2 separate regions of the Mus musculus genome follow, and region 2 is linked to region 1. A link is a contact called in public promoter capture Hi-C data. All regions are on one chromosome and are shown on one strand. The core of a region is the stretch at or near the end of the contact, and the rest is flanking DNA. Distances in the headings are between cores, read along the strand shown. Region 1 holds the start of Prps1l3 (phosphoribosyl pyrophosphate synthetase 1-like 3). Region 2 holds the start of Mia2 (MIA SH3 domain ER export factor 2).

Region 1 (4,996 bases), core at 817-3,316:
GGGACAATAGCAAAGGTGTCCTGTGGGTAAGACCCAACCATCAAAGGCTCCAACTTGAGAATTTGCAAATTCATCTGAATGGAGAGAGGGTGAACTGAGAATACCACTCTCTGCATAAAACAAGCACCCATTACAATGTTTTCTCAGATCAGCCTTAAAAGTACACAGTGGCCACTGCACCTCTATTCCAAAATGGCCAAGAACTTGGCAGCTTTGTCTGAGTGGCACTGATTATCAGGCATGAAAGATGCCACATGAAAGATGCTGGTCTCCTCAGCTTTCTGGAACGTTATAGCACAGGCCTGCACAAATCCCTTCACACCTGAAGAGGTCCAGAGAGGCTCTTGTATGACGCTTGGGAGGTGATGTTGGAGATACTACAACTGTGGGACATCCACTGAGGTGCAGGTGTGGATGGAAGGCTACATGACTTATAGGCAAGAGAGCTAGTGCCCACAGGGTTGTGCAAGCTTATTGGAGTCCAAAGAATTCCAGCTGTTGAATATGGAGCTTCAAGATTTTATGTCTGCTGTGCTGAATTTCAGTGTTTTTCTTACTTGATCTTCCCTTGCTATCTTAATCTCTGGAACACTACTGTATACTGAAAGTACACAATTTTTCATTTTATGGGGGCTCATTTTTTTCTTTTTTGTTTTTTTGAGACAGTTTCTCTGTAGCCCTGGCTGTCCTGGAACTCACTTTGTAGACCAGGCTGGCCTTGAGCCCAGAAATCCGCCTGCCTCTGCCTCCCAAGTGCTGGATTAAAGGTGTGTGCCACCACTGCCCTGCTAGGGCTCATTGTTTAGAAGTTAGTGTGGCCTCTTTTTTGGAAACTTTTGCTATGTATCCCAGGCTGTCCTGGAATTCACGTTCACTCTTCAAAGGTTCAGAATTACAGATGTGTACCACCATAATCATATTTTTTTAGTGGTGGTTTGTTTACATAAAAATATGATTCAACTCCGACTAATGTAAAGTAATAAATAAAATTTAAAAATGCATTTAAAGCCTGAATCTGTCACAAGTCACTAGTACTAGTCATTAGTTACATAAATAATGAAACTTTTTCTTTTTAGTATTATGCTCTATTTATTCCAAATAATTTCCATCTGGTCATCTCATCCTTTTTTTCCATGCTTCATTCCTCCTGTCACCTACTTTGTGGAGTATGTGGCACTTCTGAAAGGTGAACCTTTGCTAGAGGAAATGGGTCACTGCTTTTTGGTTATAGAGCCCAGCTCCATTTTCTATTCTCTTGTTTTTTGACTGGATGGCTAGCCACTTTGCCATCCTGCCTTTATTAGCATGGTGGACACGGATCTCGTATTGCTATAAGCCAAAATAAAGTCTTTCACGAACTTTGTCTATTAATTCAGAAAATAAATATAATTTTCTGCTGTGGGTGTAAAAAATTACTATTATTACTGTTACCCCAGCATCCAGAAGACTACTTGGCATGTAGTATGCCCTCAATAAATAGATAAGTTAGAGTGACTTCAATAGCTCAACACTAAATTACCAGAGCATCAGTGGCTAGGGTGGGGTGCAGGAGTTCTAGATTAGATAGGGCAGCATAGGGACACTACTTCTCTTTCTTTAAAAGGAGAAAAATATTCGAATATTATCAGCTATATCATCTAATAGAATTCCACATTACTCCTATACTTCGCTTTAAAAATATCCCTGGCGTTCAGCCCTTTCTTTTAAGTTCTGCGATTGAACATTCTGAGTACACCCTTTCTAGTCCTGAAGTCAAAATGTCACCAGCCTTAAAGCTTTTCTGAAACCATTGGCCGATGTCTAAGTCTCACTCTGGCTCACTTCGCAGGACCTTTCCTTCTGTCCCCGCAAAGCACTGCGCACAGAAGGAAACCACTGCCCAGTGAAGATACTCCATGGGATGAGCCCGAGAACCACACATTTCCCCAGTTAGCGCGCACTGGTTGTCAGCTCCTCCCACAGAACGCGACCTCGAGGTCGCCTTCCTTTCCAGCAGCCCGGAACCATCCTTGAGCCCTCCAGCTCGCCGGAAGCCCCGCCCCGTCCCGCCCCGCCCCGCGGCAGCCAGCGGACTCGCGCATGCTCGCTGCGCGCAGCCTCGTCCCCGCGTGCTCTCGCGCGCTTCCTCTCGCCCGCTCTGCTCTTTTTGGTTACTCAGGGGCACGCGCAGCGTTTCGCGCGACGATTGGCTGCCTCGGTGGCGGCGCCACAGGACCGGGCAACTACGCGAGCGGAGTGGGCGCTTAAGGATCCCGCGGCTCCTCAGGTAACGGCGTGGACCGGGAGCGGCTGGGGGAGGGGGGAGAACCTCAGGGTGGCCTGCAGCCCGCCCGGGACTTCCGGCCGCGGCCCCTGGAGGTGCAGGAGCGCTGCGTGGCCCGCGTCGCGGCGTCCTCAGGTGACAACACCGCTCCTTCTCCAGGTTTCGGCCTCATGGCGTCATAGTCTTTCAAAAGTTAAGAAGGGACGAACAATGACTCGGAAGTGTGGGCTGTTTTTCCTCTAAGCTTTGACGAGTTAGGGTTTCAGTCCTGGCGGGACCGCGGATCCACTCTGTGCTTTTGCGGGACACTTGAGCGATTCACAGTTCTCACCCTTCAAAGTGCGAGCAAAAACCCCAGTGTAGTTCAGTATGCCCGGCGCCTACATTAGTAAGATGCAGCTGCAAACTCTGCCTTCACTACATTCAAGATTTGGCTTTTCTTTTTTTTCTTTTTCTTTTTGGTTTTTTTTTCGAGACAGGGTTTCTTTGTATAGCCCTGGCTGTCCTGGAGCTCACTTTGTAGACCAGGCTGGCCTCGAACTCAGAAATCCGCCTGCCTCTGCCTCCCGAGTGCTGGGATTAAAGGTGTGCGCCACCATCGCCCGGCCAAGAGCTGGCTTTTCTAACTGGAGGATGACACCACCCAGTGGTATTGGTGAAGTACTTGAAGTTGGACACTACAAGATAGAAGAATAGACTAGGTTTCTAAGAGAATAGGCCTTTGGAAGGGCTCCTTGAGCGTTTTGATGTCCGTTAATTCCCGATGGTGGTAGACAGCTAAAGAAGGACAGTTTTAACCTGTCTCACGAGTTACCTCACTTTGCAAAGTTTCGTATTGCCATCTGGAATGAACCTCACATCAAAGGACAGTTAGTTACATAATCATTACATAGGCTATCATCCCGTACCTCAATGTGCCTCAAACTAGAGTGACTTGAGAGGAGGGTAGTTAAAGGAGGAATTGCCTCCATCAGATTGGGAACATTTTCTTGATTAATGATTGATATGAGAGGGCCCAGATCACTGGGTTTTTTCAGCCCCAGGCAGGTTGGACCGCAGTTGTTAAGGAAGCAAACCAAGCATGCTATGGAGAGCAAGCCAGTAAGCAAGGTTACTCCCTGGTCTCTGCTTCAGTTCCTGTTTCCAGGTTCCAGCCTTGAGCTCTTTGCCTTGTTGCCCTGGATGGCGATGGATGCTGACCCTCCACTATGTTTGTTTTTGGTCATGGTAGTCTTGTCAAATTGAAAGAAACCAACCTAGATCCAATCCTATGAAAATAATATAGCAATATATATATGTATATACTTTAAAGATTTATGTATGTGAATAAACTGTTGCTCTCTTTAGACACACCATAAGAGGGCATCAGATCCTATTACAAATGGTTGTGAGCTACCATGTAGTTGTTAGGAATTGAACTCAGGACTTCTGGAAGAGTCAGTGCGTTTAACCACTGAGCCATCTCTACAGCCCAAGCAATATATTTATTTAATGGAGGCAAAGTTTGTAAAAGTGAGATAATATGAATTATTTCACTAGATAAAAGTAATAATGGCAAAACAAATATGAATAGGACATGTACATTATTCTTCAAAGACAGTATAAAATAAAAATCTTTGTGTGATAAGTTTGAAAGCTTAATAAACATACAAAACCATGCTTAAGTCCTGTGTACAATTTATTGCATTTTCATGAAGTATAATTATGTCTTGAAATTTAATTTTAATATATATATAGGTATGTGATATAGTATAAATTTAAAGTACTGCATTAGATTTGTGTATGTACATTGAGATTGCTTTCATTATGTGTAATATGTGTACAGTTTAGAAATAACTAGACTATAACAGGGTTCAGTTTACTGTAGTTTATAATCTTGAATATTCTTCTTGTTTCTTCTTTAAACATACCAACATCTGTCTCCGTCTTTTTCTTAAGACATTCTCTTTTGAGTCTGGCTGTTTGAGAAGTTGCTATGTAGACCAAGCTGAACTTGAACTCAGGGAAATTATCCTGCCTCTGCCTCCCAAGTGCTGGGATTAAATGAGGGCACCACCCCACAGGGCTTCTTTGTATTTTATCTTGAGGATTTTGAAGACTACCATGACCAAAAACAAACATAGTGGAGGGTCAGCATCCATCGCCATCCAGGGCAACAAGGCAAAGAGCTCAAAATCCTTCTTTGTATTTTATCTTGTGGAATGAACTTTGAAAAATAGAAAAAAACTTGATAATAACTTTTAAAATCTTTATTGTGAAATAATTCATATAGAAAGAAGTATATAAAACATGGACTTTTTAATTCCTTATTCAAATGAATAATCACTAAAACTTCTTACTAATCTGTTTGTAGCTGTTTATAAAATATATCTGCACAAGTGATATGGATTTGTCAGTGGATGGATTGTTTTATATGTGCCTTATTAATGCTGTTGCTCAAATCTCTAATAACAATTTGTATATCTAATGTGTTTTAGTAGTAATAAGTGCTGACAATTTGCTACATGTTAAAACTCCTTTTGTAATAATGAAGACTATTTCTCCCTGGATACACACCCACCCAGCCATCCACATATACATATATACACACACATATGCACACATACATACATATGTATATGTACATATCTAATTTTTGAGGTCATGCTATTCATAGTATACAGCTTTATGATTAATCTATCTTTCTGTAAGCCAGACATCGTCTTTTATCAGTGACTCAGTTCATCTTTCGTG
Region 2 (4,996 bases), core at 1,630-4,129, 1.9 Mb after region 1:
ACATCTGTCCTGGATCTTCTGGTTTTCATAGTCTCTGGTGAGAAGTCTGGTGTAATTCTGATAGGTCTGCCTTTCTATATTACTTGATATTTTTTCCTTACTGCTTTTAATATTCTATACTTATTTAGTGCATTTGTTGTTCTGATTATTATGTGTCGTGAGGAATGTCTTTTCTGATCCAGTCTATTTGGAGTTCTGTTGGCTTCTTTTATGTTCATGGGCATCTCTTTCTTTAGGTTAGGGAAGTTTTCTTCTATAATTTTGTTGAATATATTTGCTGGCCCTTTAAGTTGAAAATCTTCATTCTCATCCACTCCTATTATCCTTAGGTTTGGTCTTCTCAATGTGTCCTGGATTTCCTAGATGTTTTGAGTTAGGATCTTTTTGCATTTTGCATTTTCTTTGATTGTTGTGTCCATGTTCTCTATGGAATCTTCTATACCTGAGATTCTGTCTTCCATCTCTTGTATTCTGTTGCTGATGCTCGCATCTATGGTTCCTGATTTCTTTCCTAGGATTTCTATATCCAGAGTTGTCTCCCTTTGTGTTTTTTTTTTTTTTTATTGTTTCTACCTCCATTTTTAGATCCTGGATGGTTTTGTTCAATTCCATCACCTGTTTATCTGTGTTTTCCTATCATTCTTTAAGTGAGTTATTAATGTCCTTCTTAGGGGTCTGATTTCTATTTAAATGTCATCACCAATTATATTGCAGACTCATGAATGTATTCAAGAAACTGATCTACACTGTGTGTGTGTGTGTGTGTGTGTGTGTGTGTGTGTGTGTGTGTGTGTGTACAACTATGGAATGCTCTGTGGCAAGTCACTTAACCCTCAAGTGCAAGTTCATGTTGCACTGTATTCTTTTGGGAGATGCAAAATCTCGATCTGGGAGAGAACAGACTTCCTACTGATAAACAAACCAGCAGGCAGTGTACTGCTCTGTTACGAGTTTGAAAGCAAAGCTCCTTTACTTTAGCTTACAGGTGTGTTGAATATTTGTTTTATTTCTGTCTGGCACTGAAGTGGAATGTGCTACCTTGGGACCCAAGGACCTTCAGATCTAGTTCCCTTAAACAGAATTTCCCAATATAGGACTTTGACCCTTTTAAAGCAATAGCAACATTCAAATGACAAAATGATTTTCACAACTTATTTTTAAATGACAGATGCTTATTGGCTTTTACTAAGGAAATCTCTAAAGGAGAATACATCCTGAAATCACATTTCCACTCTTCAGGGAAACATTTTCAGAATTTTCTCATCTCACTTTCCCTCCACTTTTAGAAATACACGTTTAATTTTTTTTTTTTTTTGTGCTGGTATTTTATTTCTTTGTGTACATTAGGCCATGAATTCGTATGGAATGGGCTCCAACAGCTCAGGCTCTTTTCCGTTAGTCCTCACAAAGTGTGCTTCTCTGGGTGGTGCAGGCTGACACTTCAGCTGCCCCCAGGTGCCCTTCTCTTTGGCTTCCTTTTTCTTCTGGTCGTTCTCCTTCACCCACTTCAGGAAGCTGTCCCTGCTCTTTGAGTGCTTGATGTGCTCAATCCGCACATTGATCCTCTTGGCCAGAACTTTGCCCTTAACTTGCTTGTTTACAATGATGCCCACGGCATGCTGGGTGACATTGTAGACTCTTCCGGTTTTGCCGCGGTAGCACTTATGGGGCATTCCTTTTTGAACAGTGCCCATTCCCTTGATGTCTACAATATCACCCTTCTTGTAGATTCGCATGTATGTGGCCAAAGGAACAACGTCATGTTTCCTAAAAGGCCTAGAGAACATGTACCGGGTGCCTCTCCTCTTTCCCTTTATGTTCGTCATTTTGGCGAGTTACTGGAAGATGGCTGCGGCGGCCGAAAGCCACGTTTAATTTTTAATGTGTGGAATAACTCTCTATTTCTGTTTTCTCACAAGAGATGACTTAAAAACACACAGTAGCTTGTGTGTTGCTCTACCACAGCACCTACGTTTAGATTTATTCTTCACTCACTTCATGATATTGGATAGCTTAGCCTGTGTCTACTGTGGCTTATGTGCAAATATTAAGGTGATAATGTCACCGGTCCCAGAGAGCTGGTGTAAAGTTGAGATCACATCAAGAACTACTCACATTATCTAGGCACTTCAAATAATATGTGGATCATAGTAATAGTTATTATGTTTTAACTATTATTCTAACTGTGACTTCATAACAACACTGAAGATTTTTTAACATACCCAAAGGAATAGCTTTTCTGATAATTTCATCATATTTCAAAATCATACTTTTGACATAAATTGATAATGCTTTTTATATAACTATACATCTTCTTTTTAATGTCACAGGTATGGCAATTGTTTCTGGTTAATGTATTTGAAGTTTTTTCCCCCAAAAACAATAAATTCATTTTTGATTATGCGTTTAACTTTTAAAATTACATTTATCATTTACACATATACCCTTTCTGTCAGTCGGTGTGAGTGTGTGTGTGTGTGTGTGTGTGTGTGTGTGTGTGTGTGTGTGTGTGAATGAGTGTAGATCAGACTGCCACTTCTGGAATCAAGTCTGTCCTTTTACCAAGTGGGTCCTGGGTAATATTAAACTCAGGTTATCAGGCTTCATGATAAGAGTACTTATTAACTGAGCTATTTTCTGGCTCTATACCTTCTCTTTTGAAGGTAGAACCTGCATGTAGTAAATATTTGGTTTGTACTCATTGACTCATCTGCCTGAAGACTGTGGCAGAGATTGAGGTACCTTCTTTGGAGGCTTAAGAACCGTCAGACCGAGCACAGGGTGCCTTTAAGTGAGTCAGTTTCACATGGGCTACTTTATAACACATTGGTCCGGCTAAAACCCCTGTTAATTATTAAGCCCTTCGGTATCATCCGGCTACCTGACTCTGCAGACTGAGACCAGAGAGTGTTAATTTCTGAAGCTGGGCCAGCGCCCCATCGGGAAAATGTAGCTACGAAGGGATTGAAGAATACACAGCTTTTTCCTCTTGCGCTACGGAAGGGAGCGTCGCATGGGCTGTTTTTCTGGCATGCCTGCCGCCTAACATTCTAACGCTTGTCCAGGATCCTTGGTGGCTTGTTTAGGCATGGCGGAAGTCAGTGTTCAAAGAATCCTTCTTTTGGTTGTTTCTCTGGCCAAGTGTCTGGAGGGTACAAAGTTGCTGGCACACCTTAAGAAGTGTGGTGACTTGGAATGTGAAAGTAAGTTCGCTTTTCTTATTCTCTCTTACACTGAGTTCTAAAATCACATTAAATCTCACGGTGAACTTGTGGGGCAAAAAGTCAATGTTAGTAGTATTGATGGCTATTTGAATTATAAAGTATAGCTTCAGGCGAAAAAGGGAATTCTAGAAGCAAAGCATTTTGTGGCAGCATAATTATAAATTTTACACATTTAATAAATTTAATAATTTATATGTTAACATAAGCATAAAGACAAAAATTACACTGATAGAACTATGGTAGAGATAGTATTAATTCGTGTGTCAAAAACTAAATAACCAGCTTTTTAGCCATTTTTGTTTTGTTTTGTTTTGTTTTGTTTTGTTTTGTTTTGTTTTAAAGATAATTGAGTTGTTTGGAAAGCCATCGGGCAGTTTGTTAACTCACTGTCGATGAAGCTCATATGGGTTAGTTTCTATTTCACAATCAGAACTTTCCGATTCTCATGAGTTTCCCCCAAAATGTTTTTACTTCAAACCATCATTTTGAAAACTGTTTAGATGTCCAAATTTTATCAAATGCTAATCATTTGTGTCAGTTTATTATGTAAAAATGCTAAAATAAGTGTTTCAATGTGTGTGTATGATGTATAACATTTAATATGAAACTTTCTTAAGTCTCTATGAAGAGACATTAATTTCTACTTTGTTTATTTTTATTTTATATATATGGGTATTTTGCATGTATGTATATATATATATATATATATATATACACACACATACATACATATACATACACCACATATGTGCCTAGTGCTCATAGAACCCAGAAGAGGGCATTGGATTCCCTGGAACTTGAATTACAGACAGTTACGAGCTTCCACATAGTGCTGGGAACTGAACGTGGGTCTGCAAGAGGATTAGAGGCTCTTAACCACTTCGTCATGTCCCCAGCCCCAAGAACTTAATTTTTTGGTATCTACATAACTGCAAAATAATTTTATTCTGCCAAGTATAATGGCACCAGGAGGCAGAAGTAGGCAGAGCTCTAGTTCCAGGCCAGCTTGATCTACACAATGAGTTCTTTGTCTCAAAAGGACAACAGGAAAAAAGATATCCTCATCTTAGAGTTCCTGAAAAAATTCCTATCTTTTCAAGATGAAAATTATGTCTAATTTTGCAAAATGTAAATTAAAATGCAATATGTGACACAAAAATGTCTAAGACATGCAAGTATATTTAATGATTTATTTACCTCTGTTTTGTGTGTATTAGTGTATGCCTCCACGCATGTAAAGGCATTGGGTGTGTGCCTGGTGCCCCAGAGGCCAGAGAGCATTCTGACTAGACTAGACTAGAGCCACAAATGACAATGAGTCACAATGTGGGTGCTGGGAATTGGATGCAGGTCCTCTAGAGGAGCAGCCAGTGTTCCCATCTGCTGAGTCACTTCTCCAGCCCCAGGAATTTTTGTTTTGTTTTGTTTTTGTTTTTTGTTTTTTTGTTTGTTTGTTTTGTTTTCGAGACAGGGTTTCTCTGTGTAGCCCTGGCTGTCCTGGAACTCACTCTGTAGACCAGGCTGGCCTCGAACTCAGAAATCCACTTGCCTCTGCCTCACAAGTGCTGGGATTAAAGGCATGTGTCACCACTGCCCAGCAGAAATATTTTTATAAGTAAAAACCATGTGCGTTTATCTTTCCTTCCTTCCTTCCTTCCTTCCTTACTTCCTTCCTTCCTTCCTTCCTTCCTCCCTCCCTCCCTCCCTCCCTCCCTTCCTTCCTTCCTTCCTTCCTTCTTTCCTTCCTTCCTCCCTTCCTCCCTCCCTCCCTC

Evidence for each region. Promoter capture Hi-C pulls out the DNA fragments that hold promoters and counts their contacts.
Region 2: a promoter capture Hi-C map of liver shows a contact between it and region 1, with 5 times the contacts expected there. The contact joins the promoter of Mia2 here to the promoter of Prps1l3 in region 1. A contact is called at or near these places in 3 of 39 promoter capture datasets (hippocampal neurons and liver).

What each region holds. Positions count from the first base shown.
Region 1 is chr12:57,228,346-57,233,341 of GRCm38.p6, forward strand. Prps1l3 (phosphoribosyl pyrophosphate synthetase 1-like 3) reads left to right here and starts at 2,067. Exons shown (of 2, transcript NM_001037746.3): 1 at 2,067-2,266. Mipol1 (mirror-image polydactyly 1) reads left to right here and starts at 2,080. Exons shown (of 10, transcript NM_001164370.1): 1 at 2,080-2,266.
Region 2 is chr12:59,092,712-59,097,707 of GRCm38.p6, forward strand. It overlaps Mia2 (MIA SH3 domain ER export factor 2), which reads left to right and starts at 2,880. Exons shown (of 30, transcript NM_001368839.1): 1 at 2,880-3,203. The coding sequence starts at 3,089. It also overlaps the pseudogene Rpl21-ps3.